Regions from separate parts of the Zea mays genome. Here all the other regions are linked to region 1. A link is a contact called in public Hi-C data. All regions are on one chromosome and are shown on one strand. Each heading gives the region's core, a stretch centred on a gene start, on an enhancer-like site or on the middle of the called end of the contact. The rest is flanking DNA. Distances are from core to core; before and after follow the strand shown. Region 1 overlaps LOC103649602 (RNA binding (RRM/RBD/RNP motifs) family protein). Region 2 holds the start of LOC100282757 (shaggy-related protein kinase eta). Region 3 has its middle 6.7 kb from the start of LOC103649600.

Region 1 (4,020 bases), core at 840-3,339:
CAAGTTTCTGCTGCAGCACTCTTAATAAGAATGCATCGTTGTCTGATGGTGATAGCTCGCACAATAGGCGCTGGGACACAATTCGGTCTGGTCATATTGTTTCCTCTCATTCTTCAGATAGCACTATGCTATCAAGACCAGCCAGTGCAGTATCATCCACTGATGTGGCATCTCTGCATAGAAAGGAAAGGAGACAAGCTTGTCCTCCTGGATTTGAGAAGCCTCATCTGTACTCCGGTTCAGGCAAAGCTTGCTCTGGACATTGCTCTGCACCTGATGCCCTGGTACAAGATTGTGGTATTCCAGATCAACAAGACTTTACTAGCTTGACTACAGATTGCCTGAAAGATGATGGAGATGTCACACAAAATCTAAGCATGAACATCTCTTCACCACCCAGTTTGACCGATACCAACCGGAACTGGAGTCAGAGTCACAGACAGTTTCCAGGCACCCTCTTTGGTTGGTCAAATGACCCTCAGTATTCATTTTACCCTGGTGGCTCGTCACATCCACGTCAAGAGGCTGAAAATTGGGATGGAACTTCCACTAGTTACATGGCTACTGCTACTGGGGGATACAAAGTATTTTCCCAGGGAACAACTTCAGACATGAGGGGTGGTATGGCAGGCACATTGCTCCAACAGCCAATAATGTCAACTCATGATAGATGGACTGATGGAAGCAGCGATTCTGGAAGGAACTGCCCTCAGGTTGACATTTCGTACCGCATGTACAGCCTATTCTAGCACCAGGGCGAGAGGTCTGCTTCCTAGACCCTAACAACAGACATGTACAAGTCATACCTTCTAACCTAGTAGATGCCAAGATGATGGATGGTGGCGAAAATGGTGTCAGGGAGTGCTTCGTGTTTGTTGCTAAAGCTTGTAAAGATCAAACATGGAGGAGCTTCATGTACAAAGACTGCAGGGGTGGGTATTTGGTTTAACATTTGGTAAACAGTCATTCTTTCACGCATTTGCTTTGCCTTTGCTTGGGTGAAATGTGAATTTGCGCTCTCGGACCGGGTACCAGGTGGGTGCCGGGCGCTTCTCGTTTCCTTGTCCTCTTTTTTTGTTTTTGCCCCCACGCTTTCAGTATAGCATGTTCCATACAGTTCAATGTTTTTGTGATGGAATTTATTCGTCCATTAGCGAACAATGCGAGCCGTTGCTTTCACGAGCACAAAGATCCCTCGCCCCAAGGAAGGACGAGGGTACTGCTGCACACTTGGCTAGAAAAAGTGAAGTGATGCTTGCCTTTAATCTACCGCATATCTTTTAGGTTCCTTTTGGTTGGTCAACCAGGCCAGGAATCATGGCCTTTCATTAGCCAATTGCTTTGCAAAGAGAGCACCTTTCGGCGACAGAATCGCTGTTCTTCAATTGAAGTGAAACGGTAAGAGCTAACAAGCTCTCAGTAAGAAAATAGTACAGTATTAGTCAGATTCACTGTAAAATACACCTCAACCTTCGGTCCTCCAGTAGCAAATAGAGATGCTGCTGTACACTATTTGTGTCTTCAAAGAAAAGGGCACAATGCAAATACCATAGCCTTGCAACGGAATTTCCAGCGCTGCACGAAACGTATCCTGAAAAAAAAAATCGAAATATCTTGATAATGTATGTACTGCATTCGGAAGGACCTGCGTCCAAGTCAAACGTGGCATGATGCAGCGCAATGGGTACAACAGGACTAGTTTGACATGCTGTTCGCTTGCTGGTGCAACTCAAGTCCAAGTTCGTTTTTTTTTGTATTGAAGAAAGAAAGAAAAAAAACACAAGAGACCACAGTGGCAAGGCTAAGCATACTTTGCTTCTGAGTTCTGACGCAAAGCAAGTTCTCGAACATAGTACGGCGCTATGGTTCCCAGCTTGCATTTTTTTGTAGCTCTGAAGAAAATGGAAGCTTCCTGGAGGCCCAAACTCTGACCGCACGGAGCACGGCAGGGTTGTGCCATTTTTTTCTGCATTTCAGCTCTTTCTTATAAAAAAACCCCTTTACAATGTTTGGTAGGATTAAAACCGCGTTTGAATCTTAAAGTCAATGGTATGGCCTACGGCACCGGTACTACATGGCTCGGTGTTATAGGTCGTAGGCACCCTCAGGTTTGGTCGTTTTGGTCATCAGGAGCCAAGGAGAAGGTCTTGCACGGTGCACCACCCTTGCGGTTGCCCACCACGGTAAAATTTGGCGAAATTCGCGGGGGGGAACGTGACAGCACAAATCCTCCTTGTACGACTGCCTTGGATTCCACGGCTGTACCAATTGCAATTGGTCTTTGTTTACCTCTCTCTCTCTCGTCCAGTAGCTGGTGGTCTGTGGATGAAAATGAAACAGCTGTTCATTTATCATTACTCCTATATAAATACGACATATTCACCGTTGTCTAACCACCAGTAATAAACCACCTGATCAACACTAACTAAACTGTCCCTGCGCGGCCGGATGCGCTGTCAAAACTGGAGTCATGTGAGAACGGGAGAAAATGGCCAGGAATTGGTCCGATTCCGTCCAAGACGGGGCATCGGTTTTGACGCTTGTTGAATTTCTTGTTCCACCATGCACCAGGTAGCGTTGCGTGCGTTTCTGCCTCTGGTTTCCAGTGCCGTTGTGGCACCAGCCCCAGCTTTCCAAAAAAAAAAAACCAGCTTCCGTTACTATAAACTAAATTTCCAACAAAAAAACCAGCAGCGTTAAATAAATGCGCTATCGAACTATATTCCTACCAAATGTATTCCTGGAGAATTCGATAAAATTATTTTGATGCTATAGTTGCTTGTATTTTTTTCGATAAGGTTGAAGAAATATTATCACAAAATGGCAAAACATACAGTAAAAATACATCTTCGATGAAAACAAATGACAGCTAAATGAAAATGCTCCCCCCCAAAGTTCTTACAAAAAATGCAAAACATAACCTATAGCAAACATTAAGGTACAACTGCGAGATATCGAATTGAGTGAGAAGAGCGTCCTCGTTTGTATTTCAAGAAAGATGCACTATCCATCTGATTGGTTACCCGTACCATTCCATCCTGAATCGTTGCGTGCGTTGACTTTGGTTGAGCGTCTGTTTGGTTGTCTGTGCGCGAGGAACGGTGGCTGCATGAGTGGATACAAAATAAGTTATTCTGATGTCGCCAGAAATGGCCGTACCTGGCCGGCCAGGCTCGCGTGGGACAGGGTGTGCGTTCGCAGTAAACCAATCAAGCGCTATCTGAACAAGGTGGACGTACGCGACAGTCGTGCAAATCAATGAATCCATAACAACTTAACAAGCAGGTGGATGCCAAGGCTATGCAGGTTGACACTGTGGTTGTGCAAGTCGATGACCTCACGAAGAAGGTGGATGCCATGCCAAAGAATCTCAATAAGTGATGATATGTAGGCAAACAACACAGTGATGATGTATCTACTAGGGTTGTGATAACTTTTGGGTAGCTAGCAGATGAGTATATTATGATATGTAGCTGATGTATGGACATCAACTAATGGCACTCCTGATGTGTGGACACATAAATCTTTCTATCTTGAGATGCATATATCTATATATTAGATACCTTCTATTATTTGGTTTAGTTTCTCGGTACAGAAAGATTTTTGTTTGTTGTACCTTATCATTGTTAGGATGTAGAGAAATAATACCTTTATTTGTTGTATAGTAGAAGGTTACATGTTTAGGTTGTACCCTATCATTTTTTAGGATGCTGAGGTATGAATCTCTAACAATTGTTCCTGTTATGAATCTCTATGTTTAAATTTTAATTTTGATAATATTATGTGGCCTCATGATGGATGAACAATTTTACTTGGGCAATCTACAACATGTAGTATGCCTAGGTGTTTGCTTGCAACCCTAGACAATAGCCTAGCAAATGCTTCTCCCACCAAAAAGCAACTCTTGTGTGTTTCATAGTCCATGATCAAGGGTTGCAACCATACATGCATTTTCAAATATTATTGGATCATATTTCAAGTACCAACACAAGGTGTCATGGTTTTGAACTCACAACAAGT
Region 2 (4,020 bases), core at 1,013-3,512, 190 kb after region 1:
GCAAGCTCGTGGACGCGTCGCTGAAGGAGCACAAGGAAAGCGAGCTGGAGGCCGTCTGCGAGGTGATCCAAGAGTGCATCGACCCTGACCCGACGCGGCGGCCGTCGATGAGAGACGTCGTGGGCAAGCTGCGAGACGCTCTCGGCATCTCGCCCGAGGCGGCGGCGCCGCGGCTGTCGCCGCTCTGGTGGGCGGAGCTGGAGCTGCTGTCGGTGAAGTCAACCTAGTGTGGAGAACGCTGTGTATACTGATACTGTACCAACATGTTCCAACGCTCCTCTAGCTGAGCTCTAACAGGATTCGTATAGGGGCTTCAATTCGTGCTGCTGATGCTACCGACATTTGTACTGGCCGTAAGCGGTCGTAATTTATGCAGAGAGAGAGAGAGAGAGAGAGAGAGACGTTGTGAAAAAATGCGATTGATGATGTAACTCATGTACATGCTGATCTTTATCAAGGAGGGGAAATACAGTGACTTGTATAAATATCTGTAATCCCAAACTCGTGTGACTGTATAGAAATAAAACAAATAGCTGGCGTTCCCAGTTGCCACTCACTTACCATCAGTGTTTCCTCTGCGTGCGATGGTAGCTCAAGTTGAGCCATATGTTCAGTTCGGCCCATATGGTGCTGGCAACTGGCAAGAATCTGGTCCGTCGCTCGCCCGCCCGCTTCTGAAGCGAGCACATCGTCGCTCTGCACATCGGCGCCGAGGGGTCAGGAGACGCCCAGGCCCCTGTTCCGGTCAATGCCAGGAGACGTACTGTATAGTGTTTTTTTTTGTCTTGGTCATTCACATCACGGAATAATAAATGGTCCGTAGCTTTGCCTGCCCGGCCGGCGGCCGCTCCGCTCGCGACCAGTGCAAGTACTCCCGGACGGCAGCGGCGGTGCGGTTTGCAGGTTGCAGCAAGCAAACCCAGAGGCGGCAGGAGAAAAAGAATGCCGCCGCTCCTGCAGGCCTTGCCTGCACAGCACCGCACTGTACCGGAAGCAGAGCAGTCAAAGGCTACTCGCCGGCCGGTCATGGCGTAGCCCGTGTAGCAGCAGCAGGAGGAGCTGCCGGGCGAGCTGTGCTGCTGTCTGTTCCACTTGCCTACTGCCCGCTGGGGGTTATAATGCGATGGATTGGTGGATGCTGTTTGTGGCTGGCACTGTGGCAACGCAACGGAGGGAGGAGGCGGCAGCGGCTCCGGGTCTCCCGGAAGGTCCGGGCTTTTTTTACGCGGAAAAAAATTTGCTGCAGCCCCTCACAAAAAAGAGGATATGCTTCATCTGTAGACCAATAATACAACTAAAACGTTATCTAGTAGACATGCAGGTAAAGTTTATCCTCCTTTTTTGTGAGGAGCTGCAACAAATTTGTTTCTGCATGGGAGGCCGGGATTTTGTTTAGCGAGTACCAGCGCGACGCTTTTCCAACGTGCATGGCGTTTTGGGCGTAGCTTGGGACTGGAAAGTGGGAAATGAACTTACAACCATACGTAGTAAAGATAATGCATAGCAAATGTAAGTATAATATACTTACAATAGAGCAGGCGGAGATGTCCCCAAACCAAGTTTGACTGCATGATTGAGGCCGCCGGAAGCGGATTTGGCTGCCAGCGCGGAGCAGTGACAGACAAGAAATATATAGCCGGGTTTATACCTCCAACCACGTCGGCGTCCAATCCAACCCCAGCAGCCACACTACAGCTTTGACCGACCGACCACACCACACCATCCAGTCCTCCAGATCCATGCAGGTACACAGCAACAGCGCCGGAGATGCAACGCAACGCTGCTACACTACAGATCGGCCGGCACATGCTACGTGACAGGGGGGCGGCGAAACGTGTGACCAACCAAACTACGTTCGGTGCTACGCTGCTGCTCGTGCTCCGTTCCCCTGCGTCTCACGCCTTAATCCTCGTCTAGCCCTTAGAGGATGGAGATGGGAAAGATTCTCCATCACGCCTTTTTTTGTTTTCAAGATGTGTAACGTAACGCTGCTAGAGCAGCCAAGATAAGATCCACAAGCAGTTCATTACTCCCGCGGTTTAGCACCTCCTGATTACCAAAACCAGGCTCTCCGAATCCGAAATCGTGCGCGGAGACAGGAAACGGCTCACCGTCGCTGCCAAAGTAGAATCCGTCTCCGATAATAAAACACGGCAGTCAGCGGCACACTTATCGCAAAGCCAGCCAGCCAGCCAGCCAGCAGCGGCTGTCCCAAGCTGTCCAAAGCCAAGCCAAGCGCGGCGCGGCGGCAGTCCTCTCCTCGCAGTCGCAGCAGGGCCGAGCCGACCGGTCAAAAGCACTGCTGCCCCACCCCAACCCACCACCATCCCCGTTCCCCAACCCCCAAAGCCGAGAGCCATCCCGCCCGCAGCCGCAACCAGGCAAGCAAGCGGGAGCCGCCAACTCGTGCCTCTCGGCAGCGGCGTCTGAACTCTGAACCGACCGACCGACCGACCGTTCCGTTCCGTTCACCCCACCATGGAGGCGCCGCCGGGACCGGGGCCCATGGAGCTGGACGCCCCACCTCCCGCCGCCGCCGCCGCGGCGATTCCTCCCGCCGGCAGCGACAAGGTGAGCGGGTGGCCCAGATCTGGGTCTGGCGGTGGCGGGCGCGGCCTGGCGCCGCCCGATCTGCTGCTTCCTGCGGGCTGCGCCTGCGGGGTGATGCATGTTGTGCTAATGGCGCCCTTTCACCTTTCCGTGTTTGCCGCAGCACAAGGACGGGGAAGGGGGAGACGCTGTGACGGGCCATATCATCTCCACCACCATCGGCGGGAAGAACGGCGAGCCCAAGCGGGTAAGCTACCACTTCTCTCGCTGTCTGTCCTGCCTCTGCCTGTCGTGCCGTTGCGTGCGTCAATGCTGCTGCGCGCGGCTATTGCGCTTCAACTGGTTCCGATTGTGCTGTAGCGGCTTTTGCGGTCGGGGACCCGAACTTGATCTGGTGGTTTGCGCTTGCGCATGGGTCCGTGTTTCGTGCCTCTCGTTTAGCTGCTAGGTAGCTAGAGCCAGCATGCTGGTGAAATCTGTAGCGGCTTTAGTTCTGATTTTGGTGATGAATTATGCTGTTCCCACCGCTTTGCGGATTCTGGCTGGCTGTGCAGACAATAGCGCTCTTCGCTGCTTTAGTGCTCCAAGCTGAATTATGTGCCTGACTGCTTCAATTTGTGCTCCGTTGCTTCGAGTTTCCAAGGCTCTAGCACGCATTTATAGGAAGCATGGTCGACCAGTTCCGTGTCTAGTTTTGTTGTGTTCGCAATAGAAATGCTGCCTATTAGATTAGTTACATGTGTGAGGATCTGAATTCCTGCCTGCTCAGATACTCTGTCTGATGCCAGCCTACTTCTAGAGTCCGGTTAGCCTCATCTCGTCCTCAGTTACTCACGTGCTGTTCTTATTCCGGCCTTAATCGCAGACCATCAGTTACATGGCAGAACGTGTCGTGGGCACAGGCTCATTTGGGATCGTCTTCCAGGTATGGTGCTCGGCCATGGGGGAGGGGGCTCTTCTTTGTGGCTGCGCCTAACACTGGTTGATGCAACGTGCACTGAATTGGTTCTGGCATGTAGGCTAAGTGTCTGGAAACAGGAGAGACCTTCGCCATCAAGAAGGTGCTGCAAGATCGGCGTTACAAGAACCGGGAGCTGCAACTTATGCGTGCCATGGAGCACCCCAACGTCATCTGCCTGAAGCACTGCTTCTTCTCGACAACGAGCAGGGACGAATTGTTTTTAAACCTTGTCATGGAATTCGTCCCTGAGACTCTATACCGAGTCCTGAAGCACTACAGCAATGCGAACCAGAGGATGCCTCTTATCTACGTCAAGCTCTACATGTATCAGGTTTGTCAACCAGCAGCTTAACTCTTGTGAGACTGCCAATGCGTGCTCTCATTGTTTTGCTAATTGTCTTCTTCTTTTTTGTGATGTTTGCAGCTTTTTAGAGGCCTAGCTTATATTCATAATGTACCAGGAGTCTGCCATAGGGATGTGAAGCCACAAAACGTTTTGGTATGTGTCA
Region 3 (4,020 bases), core at 574-3,073, 160 kb before region 1:
AAATATAAGTCTATGTGTAGTTGTTGATATTGTTGTACATCACATCTTCATGAGCAATTACTTAAAAAGGTCTTATGTACAATTTGTAGGATTTGAGCAGTTCTTGGTCTACAACTATGGGTGATAATGAGCTCTAAATTTTATATTATAAATTAAAGGATCGGATCGTATTAGAATTGAGCTCTTTTTCTATTCATTTTTAAATTAAGATTCGTTGAGAGTCCAAACAAATCGTGAAGGAACATTTAGATTATGATCCATTACCACCCCTCGATCTACAACTTACAATTTCTAGGATGTGGGTGATCAAACGGGCATTGAAGGTCAGGAGGAGTATTTCCAGGATCTTAGCATTTTCCCGTCGGGCATGGACATGTACATATATCTTAAGGTTAATACCCGTTTGGTATCAAGGATCGATGGGCTAGTGGAAAGTGGAAACGCAAGGATTGTTTAAGAATAAAACCAATAATTTCCTGACAAAAGAGAGGTAGAGAAATGTGTACAACACTTGTATTGCGTCGTATGGCCGAGCAGGTTCATACTTCAACGCTGTGCGTTCGGCCCACTGTACTACAGTGTTAATGCGTTGTCGGGCCGTAGTTTTCTAGGTGGGTCGGGCCGTACGGCAGCGATGCGAAGCGAGAAAAGGGAGACGTTTGATCCATCCGCTGCCATTTTTCTTAACCCGGGGACATTGCTGGTTGAAAAATTTGTTGAGAAAAAGGAAAAAAAAAACAATTCCACTAACGGCTTTGTGAGCAGAGCTAGAATACGATGCCAATCTGATCTTCCTTTTTTAGCTTTGTGAGCAGAGCTAGAATGGAAAATTTGTTTGGTAAAACAATTCCACTAATGGCTTTAAGCATGACTGAGAAAAGGAAATAAGAAAGAGCTAAAATAGCTATAAAATTTACTTCTAAAAAAGATGGTCTACAAAACAAAAAAAGCTTATAATAAATAGATAGAGTAATGAAACTATTGGTGAAATTGTGACACATAGATTCCTATACTATGTCTGCGTCATCTCCCATACTAGGCGACGCGCACGCGCGGAAACGCAGCTAGCTGAGGCAAGTGTCAGCTAGCCCGTCGCTCCCAAGCGCGCGCGCCGGCCGGTGCGTTGAACCATCGCAATTCGCAATCCTGCTCGTGCTTGTGGTCGTCGGAGCCACCGGCCGGTGCCGGGGCGAACGGTGGGCGGCCGCGGCGCCGCTGCTTTCCCTTTCGAGACGGGTCGATTCCGTTCCGGGCACTTGGACTTGGGGACCGATCACTGATGGGTCGGTCTGCGACAGCGGAGGCATAGCCAGCTGAGCTTGCGACTGGCGAGGCAGGCAAGAGAACCGAGACGACGTCAAAGGTAGCACGTACTAGCAGCTGGGGCAGGTACCGTAGGTTTGCACTTTGCAGGTGGTCCGCGCGACGGGGATCCAGCAGACCGGTTTGGGCACGTACCGTACCGGGGCTGATGAACGGACGGACGGCAACATCTAGCAGGCGTAGCGTACGTCGTCGACGTCCATGTCGATGGATGGGCTCAGGGCTGTGGATTGGCCTGGCCGCGCGTCCAGGTTCATGGCACGCTGTCGCTGCCAACGATCCAGCCACGCACGCCCCTCTCGTTGCCTCTCTCATGAATCACGAGCAGCAAGCTCTGCACCATCGCACGCGCGCGACCGAGAGAGCATGCAGTCGCGGTCAGGTCAGCGAGACGGAGACGGCGTACATCGGCGAGCAGTGGCCAGTGGAGGAGGCGGCCACGCGTCCCAGCCCTGGCGCCTGGACCACCATGGCCGGGGCGGGCTCGTTGCCGTGGACCCGTAGGGGTCTCCTCCTGAGTCCTGACCAGTGACAGCTGACCGGTGCAGTGCAGTGCAGTGCAGTGGGTGGGAACAGCGCCGCCGACCGCGCGGGCCAGCCTCCTCCATCGGCGGCCCATCCCATCCCATGCGCCCGTGCCGCTCGCTCGCTCGACCGGCTCGGGTGAGTGGGTGACCACGGCGGCCGCTGGACGCTGAGGGCACGCGGACCGTACTACATGCATTGATGCATGGCAGAGCACGACGGACGACGTCCCTAGCTCTCGCCATGGCTCTCAGGAGCTACCGTACGTAAACGTAACGTGTCCGTCGCACCCGCTTCCATTCCATCCATCCGTCCATTTTCCTCTGGTCGCCGTCGCCGTCCGATCCAGCGCCAGGCAAGTTGCTGCCGTGCGTCCGTGCATGCATCATGCATGTGCACCTGGAGCAAGCCGCCGATGAGCTCGCAGGCTAGAATACAACAACAACGACGTCGACAAGCGGCCGGACAACGAGAGCGCAGGCTAAAGTACAAGCGGCTGTTCACTCACCAAGTGTCAACTCGTAGGCACGGCCACCACTGGCCTACTACCGTGCGTTCTCCCTTTCTAAAAGCAAGGCTACGATGTTCATAACGGTTAAACTTTTCAAAATATTTTAATTAGTTTTACAAACAAAATAGTAATGTTTATATATCTAAATATATTTTATTTTAAAACAGAATTAACAATGCTACATTAATATTCTATGAACAATTGAACAGTCATGCGTTGGCACATGAAAAAAGCGAACCACCACTCCCGCGGGCTGCCTTGTATCATTGTATGGTCCTGGTTTTTAAGCACACGAGGGAGGGAGGGAGAAAAGGAAACCGTCGTCCCTTAGATGAACATGACCATTCATGCATGCATTCATCATCTCAGGTGTCCCATGCATGTCACATAGCCAGTCCTGTAGGCTACAGTACGACCTCAGACCATCTCCAAACAGGAATCATATAGGAGAGAATCTCTTAAAGAATACGATAAAAAATAGATACGGGGGATGAATTGAATATACAAGATATTGTTAGAGACAGTCTTATCATACTCAGCTACTGCAATCTTTGCAGGCTACATTGCTGCTGGTTCGGTCAGGTAGGTGAGGTTTCTATTATTTCTACAGTGTTTTGTCTATAACTCTGTATAGATTACCGCTACTATAGTAGTCCAAATAGCTGATACTTTAATCCGAAGCGAACAACCTCACTTTGACATCGCCGACTTGACACTTTGGAACTATAGTGGCTATGAAAGAGACCTGCCTTGATGCCGAGAATTCCCTTGCAAGAACTCTCTCCGTCCACAAATGTTTGTCGCTATGGTATTCGTACCAGTCAAATTTTCTTAAGTTTGACTAGATTTATATAATATATTTACAACATTTATATCTTCAAATAATTTTACTACAAAAATAAAATCAAAGATCTATCTAACTATACTAATTATATAATATAATATTAATATTTTTTATATACAAGTGGTCAAAGTAAAAAAATGTTTGACTCCTCGAAAGCATGATAACGACCAATATATTTATGAACGGAGCTAGTATTTAGCATATCATTGGGCCCGGGCCCCATCTCGATCCAACCATTTCGTCAATGATAGACGACAGCCGCACAGCCGAGCAAATTGACGGTCGCTCCTGCTCACACAAGTCACATCACCGAATGCGATGGATGCCTACATGTCCGTGCTCTCTATCAGTTCTCTCTCTTTTTAGGGCCGCTGCTGCTCATATCACCACTCAAATGCAATGGATTATGGATGCCTAAAGAGCAACTCCAATTGTTATTATGTAAGACACTACCTAAACATGCAAGGGAGATTGATTAATAGAACCCATGCACCTATGATGCACCGCCCGCAGCAGATGCACACAATTAAACAATTGTGCCAGCTAGTGATTAAACAATTGTCCATGTAAATGAGCAGCCGCACATGCACAACTCACAATTAAACAACTGTGACATCAACTCAAGAGGCCATGGTAGTTCACCAGGTTGAAAGCCACATGCAGATCAGAGATAAAACAAAAAAGAGAAAGACAGAGTTCTCACTCAAACCAATAACATGACAGTTTTTAAAATATTTAGGAAGTAATACATAGGGAATTGTTAGAGGAGAGGAGCTTTTTTCTTCATATACTATTTAGAAAGTATAATTATACAGTT

The links. A called contact is a pair of places that touch in the nucleus more often than the background predicts.
Region 2: a contact with region 1 is called in a Hi-C map of leaf, with 1.9 times the contacts expected there. The contact joins the promoter of LOC100282757 here to the enhancer-like site in region 1.
Region 3: a Hi-C map of leaf shows a contact between it and region 1, with 2.3 times the contacts expected there. The contact joins two enhancer-like sites. A contact is called at or near these places in 4 of 25 Hi-C or Micro-C datasets (leaf and leaf mesophyll).

Annotation. Positions count from the first base shown.
Region 1 is chr3:4,221,037-4,225,056 of Zm-B73-REFERENCE-NAM-5.0, forward strand. LOC103649602 (RNA binding (RRM/RBD/RNP motifs) family protein) reads left to right here. Exons shown (of 11, transcript XM_008675339.4): 11 at 1-1,020. The coding sequence ends at 749. Among protein-coding and RNA genes, the nearest start is that of LOC100282713, 7.0 kb to the right of the region's middle. Within about 2 kb of position 2,090, at least 13 of the 20 cell types and tissues checked have an H3K27ac peak or open chromatin away from gene starts, as enhancers often do. A contact at or near this core is called in leaf and leaf mesophyll, where this site is marked.
Region 2 is chr3:4,407,946-4,411,965 of Zm-B73-REFERENCE-NAM-5.0, forward strand. It overlaps LOC100282757 (shaggy-related protein kinase eta), which reads left to right and starts at 2,263. Exons shown (of 12, transcript NM_001155663.2): 1 at 2,263-2,571; 2 at 2,714-2,797; 3 at 3,416-3,475; 4 at 3,570-3,842; 5 at 3,936-4,010. The coding sequence starts at 2,479. It overlaps LOC100527941 (receptor-like protein kinase), which reads left to right. Exons shown (of 12, transcript NM_001324035.1): 12 at 1-283. The coding sequence ends at 227.
Region 3 is chr3:4,061,743-4,065,762 of Zm-B73-REFERENCE-NAM-5.0, forward strand. No RefSeq gene overlaps it. Among protein-coding and RNA genes, the nearest start is that of LOC103649600, 6.7 kb to the right of the region's middle. Within about 2 kb of position 1,824, at least 20 of the 20 cell types and tissues checked have an H3K27ac peak or open chromatin away from gene starts, as enhancers often do. A contact at or near this core is called in leaf and leaf mesophyll, where this site is marked.